Linked DNA regions of Mus musculus: region 2 is linked to region 1. Evidence: chromatin contacts called from public promoter capture Hi-C data. All regions are on one chromosome and are shown on one strand. The core of a region is the stretch at or near the end of the contact, and the rest is flanking DNA. Distances in the headings are between cores, read along the strand shown. Region 1 overlaps Myo1b (myosin IB). Region 2 has its middle 19 kb from the start of Gm33795.

Region 1 (4,748 bases), core at 1,266-3,765:
AGTGTTATGGGTTTTGTGATGATGTGTGATGCTTCTTGGTCTTGAGAAACCCTAAGAAACCATGTTAGCTAAGTATTTTCTGCTCTGTGTGATGGGTTCTTCATCAGCTTGACTTTCAGGGTTACTTATAAAATGTACACAAATGACTGCCCCAGAAAGATTGTAAATCCCCATTAGTTGCTCACTTTTGGAGCTGAAGAGTAATCAGCCTGACCTAATTGTGAACAAACTGATTTGACTCAGAAACTATTTTGAAGGAAAACAGTTCTTTTAAACTTCAGAAATACATTTGGCAAAGATGTATAGATGCCCAAGTTATTTTTGGCTTGAATCACAAACAGAACATAGATGTATGTGTTTGATTACTCTGAATGTGAGTCTTCTGAGATTTTTTTGTTGACCATGTAACTTAGCTTTTGTTTTTAACAGCTCAGAAATAGGCTTCAAGCGCAAGCCATATTCTAACTAAATTGATGATATATCAGTTTAAAATGCAGAGCTGAAAAAGTTTCCAAAACATGTGTCTACCCAACAATAAAGATGTTTGGAAATGCAGCTAGTGAATCTTCTCTCCAAATATGATTCAAAGATTCTTTAGAATTGAGTAACATGGCTGTTTCCCTCCACAGAGGCCAGCAAGCTCGTCATGTCCTATGTCGCTGCCGTGTGCGGAAAAGGAGCAGAAGTCAATCAGGTCAAGGAACAGCTTCTGCAGTCCAACCCTGTCCTGGAAGGTAAGGATTTCATGTTTGGTCCTTGTGATTCAAATAGCAAACTGTGTTCGTTCACTTCAACTGCCCAGTGTTCAGGGAGGGAAGAGGACACCCACCGTTCAGGCCAAAGCCTATAGAGGAATTAAGCCTTGTGAGGCTTTGTTTCAAGTATTGAAAAGAGGCAATAGCTTACTCATGGAAAAGGAACTTTCCCATTTAAAAAATACTTTTGCCATTCCATTTTTATGTAACTTACTTTGGTTTGCTTTTAAGAAATTGACTGTTTTTGCAGTTGATGGTGTAGTGATGTTTTATTATTCATGGTAATGCCTGTGGCTGGTTATGTCTGTTGTCATGGAAATCAAGGACCGAAGAAAGCCCAAATGCTATGTAGTTCTCCTAAGCTTTGTTGTTAGCTCTCTGGTAACTAGCTCATTATTCTTGGAGGCTAGAAATCTAAGAACAAAATCCTGCTAAGATAGGTTTCATTTGGAGACCTCTCTCATCTTAGAGACAACTCCCACCTTATTCATGTAAGCTCTTCTTGTGTGTTTCTTGGGAACAAAACCAGAAGTGAGCTCCCTGGTGTCCCTTCTCCATGCTCCACACACATAAGTACCTCCCAGAAGCTTACCTCTCCATTCTGTCGCATAGAGCGTAAGCGCTTTAATATATGAATGAGGAAAAGGGGCAAGCACACTGGCCCATCATCAAGAATAAATTAGAGATGAATTCTTTCACCAGATGAAAAATAACATTTACCGTTGGTATAAACAAACCATGCTTACATTAAAAATGAAATTAGGATCCTGGAGAAGAATAGTTGCTGCTCTTGCAGAGGGCTTGGGTTTGGTTCCTAACACATACATGGCCCCTTACAGCTGTCAGTAAATCTGATTCCAGAGTTACTTCTGGCTTTTGCAGACATCAGGCATGGATGTAGTGTGCGTATGTATACACGCACGCACACACATATATGTGCATATATATATATACATGCTTGCCATATATATATATATATATATGTATATGTATATACATATATATATATACACACACACATATACACACACAAAATAAAAACTGAGTAAATTTTTTTTTAAATCATGAAATTCCAGCTTTTCCTTATTGGAGAGAGGCTATTAAATTTGTCTTATAGTATAAGTGTCTCAGTGTTGTGACTAACACAGTTGGAGCACCAGTTGGATTTCTTAGCCTTGGAGCTGCTGTGCTGGGCACGTCTTTGGTATGAGTGGGAGGCCTGCTCTAGCATTTATGGCCTCTGCTTGCCACGTGTCAGTTACACCCTTGTACCTGTTGGGATTAAAAAAACAAAAAAACAAAACCTCCAAATATTGGCACTGTCCCCCAGGGAGTCAAAAGCATACTTTTAGAATCTGGGCCAGAGGAATAGTTTGGCTCAACCCATTGCTCCAAGCACAGAAGGACAAGATTGAAGGCTAACGAAAGCAGAGCTATCTTGGGATTGGTAGGCAACCCTTGACATGGAGGGTCGCAATCCCTCCCTGTTGCCTTTTCTACTCTGCCTGGGCCCCTCCTTCCCTCTGGGAAATCTTCTTGAACTCTGAGCAGTGACTATGGCTTTGTGCCCACTGATGTGCCCGACTGGCAGCATAGGGGAGGCATGGAGCCCAATAGGCTATTACGGTTTGATCGCTCCTCCATTTAGTACCTTAACTGGTAGAGTCTGTAAGAAGTGGCATCACTACATTTTACTAATCTGAGATCTGGCCCCTTTGCTTCCTCCCTTTGCCTTTAGGTTATGTGCTCTGCATGAGCTGATTTCTGCACAGGCTTATTTTAGGAATGCTGTGGTTGAAAGCAACAACGTAGCGGAATGCTGCAGCTTGCATTTTTGACTAGGATCTTTTTATTTGGTGGTATTTGAAATGACGCTGCAGTGCAGGAAATGGAAGAAATGTCCACTGTGGGTGTGTGTTATCTTTTATGGGAACGCTTTGCTTTTTAACTGGAGCTGCTACTGTAAATGAACGTTCAGAACAACGAACTTTATAAAAAACAAAACAAAACAAAAAAAAAACAAAAAACCCAACCAACCAACAACTGTGGAATGTGTCTCGGGTGTTCTATAATGGAGTACTTGTTTCAGATTTCCAGACTCACAGTAAAAGACTGGAGAGTTTAGGGTTGTGTTTATAATATGCAGCTCAGACTTGTTCGAGGAAGAGATGGTTTATGGCTTGCAGATGGGGCTCTGAACCAAGTGCTGGAGCAGCGCTTCGCTCCTTCCTGACTGTCAGGCCACAGTCTAGTGATCTTTGTGTCAGCATCTTGAACTGGGATTTAGGCCTGTTCTAATTATTTGACTTGGCAGGTCTACATTTCAAACCTGGCATAAAGGACTAGCCCATAAAAGCATGGGAAATGTTGCAGTTTAATGGTGACCAGGTCAGGTGTCCACTGTCGTCAAGGTTGCGTTCACAGATGACTTTTGCTTGGCAGTGAATTTGTGAGAATCCCCCTTTCCTCAGCGTGTTTCCTTTGCTGAGGTTTCCAGTGCTTTCTCTCTCAGTGTACAAATGTCAGCCTATCTTCTTCTGAAGTGAGAGTTTGGTGTCAGGAACTCAATAAACCATACTTGGCCCAAGCATCTCTAAATATAAGGAACCTTCTCTGTTGACTTTGTAAATTTTGACTTAACCTATTTTGAGCCAGCCATGTGGTGTTTGTTTGTTTGTTGAAATAAGGTCTGGCTAGCCTAGTACTTACTCTTGCTCTGTGACACTTCCCTGTCACCCTAACCCTCATTTAACTTGATGAAGTCACGGAGGCTTCAGAAATGTGGTATCTAGCCTCTTATTCAAAAGGTTCGTTTTGTTTAACCACATCTTCAGGAATGATGCTGCTAGTCTCAATTGTGACTTGTCACCAAAACAGCTTGGGTTGGAGGGGGCCTTTGTAGGAATGCAGAGTTTTGTGTCCTCCAGGGTGTACTGGGCTGGCCTGGGTTCCCTTCAGGGTTTGGGATGTTCTGTCGGGGCATCCACAGGGAGCCTTTCTACATATGTGACCTGTACTCACACGACTCTCTTCTCCCTTTGCATCACCCCAGCTTGGCTTGTGAGTGTTTGTGCACAGGCTTGGTGAAGCTGTCCATTTGCTGTCACAACTACACTGTCACCTGTGTTAAACAGGACCATTCTGTGACCGGGGCAGAACCACCCCGCAGCTCTCATGGGTCCTCATTTCAAAGGTTGTCCCGGGGCAGATCGGTCTTCTGGAAGCAACTGAGATCAAAACAGACTTGGGCTGTGCATTTTGGGTCACTTTGTGTTCTAGAATGTTTCTTATAGGTCTGCCTGTTGGGCATGAGCTACCAAAGTCTGTATCATTTTTATCTTATTTGAAATGACTCATTTTCCAACTCTCAGTATAGTTCTTACTGTACTGTAGTTATGTAATCACATTTACATAAATAGCTTTATTTCAAAATTAAACGGTTTTCAGTTTCACATGCCTCCTGCAATCTATATTCCTCACCCACGTGCACCAAACCTATAAGGATAGAAAATGATTTCTGAAATAACCTGAGTGGTAGTTTTGGCGGAGGACTAGGCACCTGCTTGATGCCCAGTAGGTTCCTGTGGAAAGGGGTTAATCGGTGTCAACCTAGGCAAGGTTAAGTTTAGAGCAGTGCTCGAAACAATGCCAGGATGCAACGCTGCCACTTGCTCTCTTTCTGTGTATTTCTAACCACTGAGGGAAGTTTAAGAAACTTATTAAAATTTCTGCTAGATCTATTTGCGTGGGAATTGTGTGTAGACATGCCATCACTGCAAGCTCTGCTTGCCAGGGTTATTCCTGCCCAGTACTACACTTGCTTTATGTTTCCGCTCAGTATTATTTTTTCTATCAGCTTTAACGATGCATCTGTTTCTCTCTCGTTAGCTTTTGGAAATGCCAAGACTGTGAGGAATGACAACTCATCTAGATTCGTAAGTATTTGTATAAGCTTAAGTGCTAACACTAATATTTAGTCCATGTGTGTTTAAA
Region 2 (4,748 bases), core at 1,499-3,998, 110 kb before region 1:
ATGGAAAGTGCAGGACCAAGTGTCTTTCTTCCACAAGTTCTTTATTGTCCCTGAGTGATCTAGTGAAAACTCTAGCACTGAAGACAGGGTCACATGTGACAGGCCAGCACTCTGTCACAGAGCTACATCCAAACTTTCAACTCTTCCAACCAACATTACAAGGCTATTTCTACCTTTACCCAAAGCTACCAGTATTTAATGAGCAGTTTTCGTGCATCTGTTTTTCTGTTCCAGTGTTTTACACGTTATTCAAACTACTTCATGAATTAGGTCCTCTGTCCTCCTTAACAGATAAGGGAGGCCCAGACAGGGTGCTGTGGGCTCTGGGATTTGTGAGGCTTTTTCGGGGTTCCAGAGTTAATTCTTAGACAGACCTTCATCCTTCTGTTTAACTGCCTGGACAGGAAGTGAAGAACACAGACAACCTTGTGTTTTTCTTTCTTTTTAGTATAGAAGTCTTTTCAAAGAGTCTTTCTTTTCTCTTCTAGAAAAATAAACAAGAGAAATTCTTGCTTCATTAGTGATTTTACCCCTGCTGAGGGCTCCAAACCAGGGGTTGGGAGGATCTTCCCTCCCCCCCCCTCCCCGCAGAGCCCTGTTCAAAGGAGCCAATGAACACCCTCTGCTGAGAGTCACAGCCATAATTATTAATATTGAAGTAGGTTTGAATACATAAAAATAGAAGTCACATCACACTTTTGAAAAAAATTGAAGCCACCTGTAAGGTCAATAAAATTAAGACTGGAAGACACTCTGAATAAAAAACGAACTGTTTCAAAAAAGAATATTTCATCCCAGGTCATCCACACTACAACATTACTGTCACTTACCAACTATTTACCCACGTCTCCCACATGCCGGAAATGCGTTTTTAAAAAAGACATGTTTAAAATCAGAAAGGCCATTCAATTATTTTACTTCCAGACTCTATACTTGTTCCTACTAACCAGAAGTCTTTGCCTTGGGAAAATAGTTTCATTTCCCTCTCCCTTTCCCAAATTTCCTAAAAGACCTGTATTGGGATGGTAAAGGTTTTCTGAGTCCCAGAGGAGTTCTCCTTGGCTAGGAAGAGCTTGTTGGAGCATGTTCTGAGAGAGCCCCGAGGAGCATACCTCAGAACAATGTTTTCAAACATTCTATGCTCGCTTTTTTCAATATAACTACTGCAGCCTGTGGTAGACAACAAGTGACTCCAGAGGGCACTGAGCTACGTTTCTTTCACAAACGCTCTAAAGATACAAATTCCAGCTTTCAAAGAACTGCGTGGTGCTCCCAGAATTTATCCCAAGAGCTTTGTAGGGTTTACTTCCAAGATAGAAGGAGCAGAGGTTCTTTGTTATTAATATATTTTATATTAGCTTGAGGAAATGTGTTGTTCTTCAGTGAGGAAATAAGTTAATTATAAGGAAAAGAGGGTGTGTGGAAAGGTCCATATCCTTGAATTATAAAATTTCTCTCATTTCCCTCCCACCCCAAAGATTCCCATAACGGTATCTAAATGCATCATGTAAGAAAACTTCTTCATCTACTGCAATTAGTTATTCTCTTATCTACCAATAAGAATTTGCATATGAGCTGTGAGGTAAACTTTTAAAAACAATTTATTCGTAAAGATAGGCAGTGCCTGCTTAGAGAACCTTTCCATGGGAGAGAAGATACTTTGAAAAATATTCTCTGTGTGGAACTTTCTGCTGAAGTTAAAGACAAGATTGTTTCTGTCTTCAGCTTTAGAAGGAGCTGAAAGACTCTGTGCATGAAATAGAAGTGTAATGTTCTTAGAGTATCATGCACTACCTCAGTTCCATGTGCTTAGTAGGTGCTCATTAACTAATCATGCAAACTGCAGAATGGCTCTTGTTGTTTGGGATCATATAGGCTGTGTTTAGAACCACCGGGAACTCGGCAAAACCAAGTCTCATTTAATCCCATTACACGTGTCCATTTCTCAATTCTCCCTTCTTTCTGTGAACTCTGAAATCATGTGTTAGGAGCTGTATTTGGGAAGACAGGCTCAAACATCATAATCATCATACCTTACAAAGACAACACAAAGAGAAAATGTAAAACCAAATCAGAGGCGGGCCAATGTCCTCATGGAGTGTCTTTGTGGTTCTACCTCTGGAGACACCACGTTAGGATAGATTTGACATGAGAGGCAGGATGGGGCCTTCTCTAGGGACTCCTCTTAAACTCTGACTTAGCTCAGCTGGCTAATTGGCTTAGCCTTCCTCATCTGACAAACTCAGGTTTTAAAAACAGAACCAGAGGAGGGCCATTGGTCTGGAGTAAAGGTTATCAGGATAGTAAACAAATTCCCTAAGCCTTCTGTTGAAAAATGCTCAGTGGGGCAGACCTGGCTTTTCCTGTTCTTGGCTGCATCTGCTGTGAGCATAATAGGCTCATTTAAAGTGAAGGGTTTGCCTTGAGATCAGAGCTTAGGGTGGATTCTGTAGTGCAGTGATGATCATAGAGTCCTGCTTTCTCCCACCACTGTGCTCTCTCCTTTATTTCCAACCCATTACCAGTTTTGCCTTATAAAGTTGAATTAAAAGTGGAGGATGGTGGTTCAGTAAGTCATCTTCACTTTATTCTCTAACACTAGACAGTTCCCACTTCCTGGGTGCCTCTGTGCCAGGGAGCTGTGACTGTCTGGTTTTCTGTATTGACACAGTGCTGTAAAGTGACATAGTTGTCACTTTACAGAGCAGTGATAACTTTGTTTTGGTGAATGAAACTTCCCCGACGTGCAGAAAGAGGAAGTGGCAGACCACTCTATCTATTGTTCATGTTCCTGTTTCGCATCTGCCCTCTGAATGGTACACAGTGAGAGGAAGTCCCAGACACTGTGGTCATCACCCATCAGGTTTTAAACGTCTAGCTTGCTGGATCAGAAATTACACTTAGGACCCTCATGCTCTGATGTTACTGCATAGGCAGGGAGGGACTCACTTTTCAAGTGTGTCTACTGGTATTGCACAAGCCACTAACCTTCTCACTCATCACTGAGACGGGATCCTACAGAACAAGGACATGGAGCTAGGCCATAGCCTCGATGGCTTATCTCTCGAAGCTCCTCTAATCAGTCCTATTCCAAACTGGGTGACTAGAGCAGATTATAGAGCCATGGGGTGCAACTTCTGCTGGCCTCATTCCATGCTGTGCAGGCGGTATAAATATGGCTATAAAATCTTGAGCTGCAACTCTAGGCCACGTCACAGAGGTATGACATGACTCGTAACTGGAGCAACACTGGTCAATTAGAAGGGAGGCCGCTCTTTGTGGGAGGAGCATGTTTGGTAGTCTTTGAATTAAGAATCAGACACAATGTCAAAGGCCATGGCCCAAATTAAAAGAAGACCTTGGCACAAGGAAAGGGTGGAGAGAAACCCTCTGTTGCTCACAGAAGAGCATTCCTACAGTGTCCCATGGATTAAATGCCTACAGGGTCTGAAATGGCATAATCAAATCAATTATAATACTGTACCAAACATATAATATTGTACCATTACATAATATATGAATTATCCATTACTACATAAAATAAATTATCCTAGCTCAAAACAACAAACTTATGACATAGTTCCTGAGTATCAGTAATTAAGTGGCGCGTCTAGATGGTTCCCTCTCAGAAGGCAAGTGCTGGGTGAGGAGTCAGGCAGCCAAGGTTTTCAAGATTTGAGAGAGTTGATTTAAATGATTGCTGTCAGGAGGCTGTTAAGCCCAAGTTGCATGTACCCAAAGACCACTAAGGAGCCAATTCCAATGTAAACCATGTAACGGTCTTTATTGTGAGCAAGGTCTCTCTCACCATCATAGTGGGTCAGAGTGAGAGCCCTGAGTCTAGGGGTTCAGGATTTGTATTGCGGATACAGCAAACTTGGGGCATGCATCTATACAGGTCAGCAAGTTAATATTTTAAAAACTACATTTCTGCTGTACTCCGTAGGAACTGAAGATGAGAACGAAGCCATCGGACCACCAGGATGGATAAGTTACTTATTCTCTGCAGGATGTCTTGAGTTATCTTGACCCTGCTATTGTAGCCTCACTGGCTGTTGCTAAGGGGGATGGGTTGTCATAGGGTACTTGCTCAGGAGGACTCTGACTTTATTCCTGGAACTGGAGTTTAGCCCCTGGCCTCGAACAAAATGGAGTTTCTTTTTAAAAAAGGAATTGGTTGGGCTTTACAAGGCCTTAGTCCCTCACCCCGTGGACCTTTCCACGTGTTGACTGAGCATCCTCATGATATGATATCTGCCTTTCCCTAGAGCAAATGACTCAGTGGCAAGGCACAAGCTGCAGTGCTTCTTTATAGTACTCTTAAACACACACCCTTCCTTCTGCCAGATGCCATTCATTAGAAGGCATGACGGAGTCAAGTGTGGGTGGAAATCAGCTTTGTCTTTTGAAAGAACTGTTGCAGAATGTGTGGACATTGTTGAAACCCTGCCCTCATATGCAGTATCTACCCAGGGTGTCACGAAATGCAGTATAGTCAAGGCTGGCTACGGGATTTGAGAAGCTCATTGCAAAATAAAAATATAGAACTCCTACACAGGCAGTGTTAACCATTTCAACACAGTGACAGAACATTAAATCAAGTGTTACACTCTCAGTGATGGGTACAGTGACCAAGAGGTGGGCTTTGAGTCCCAGACCCACTGCTTAATAACTAGTAATTTTCAGGAAAGCAATTTAATCTCTCTGAACCTTAACTTCTGTTTCTCTAAAATGGTCATGCTTAGTTA

Evidence for each region. Promoter capture Hi-C pulls out the DNA fragments that hold promoters and counts their contacts.
Region 2: a contact with region 1 is called in a promoter capture Hi-C map of liver. The contact joins two enhancer-like sites. A contact is called at or near these places in 1 of 39 promoter capture datasets (liver), 1 of 15 datasets of contacts at CTCF or cohesin (large pre-B cells), 4 of 484 Hi-C or Micro-C datasets (CD8 T cells, cerebral cortex, liver and 1 more), 2 of 115 datasets of contacts at active chromatin or transcription factors (hepatocytes and neural progenitor cells) and 3 of 9 other capture datasets (adipose tissue, embryonic stem cells and liver).

Annotation. Positions count from the first base shown.
Region 1 is chr1:51,820,083-51,824,830 of GRCm38.p6, reverse strand. It overlaps Myo1b (myosin IB), which reads left to right. Exons shown (of 31, transcript NM_001161817.2): 5 at 630-734; 6 at 4,644-4,690. Among named protein-coding and RNA genes, the nearest start is that of Myo1b, 94 kb to the left of the region's middle. Within about 2 kb of position 2,515, at least 36 of the 459 cell types and tissues checked have an H3K27ac peak or open chromatin away from gene starts, as enhancers often do. A contact at or near this core is called in adipose tissue and liver, where this site is marked.
Region 2 is chr1:51,932,726-51,937,473 of GRCm38.p6, reverse strand. No RefSeq gene overlaps it. Among named protein-coding and RNA genes, the nearest start is that of Gm33795, 19 kb to the right of the region's middle. Within about 2 kb of position 2,748, at least 117 of the 459 cell types and tissues checked have an H3K27ac peak or open chromatin away from gene starts, as enhancers often do. A contact at or near this core is called in adipose tissue and liver, where this site is marked.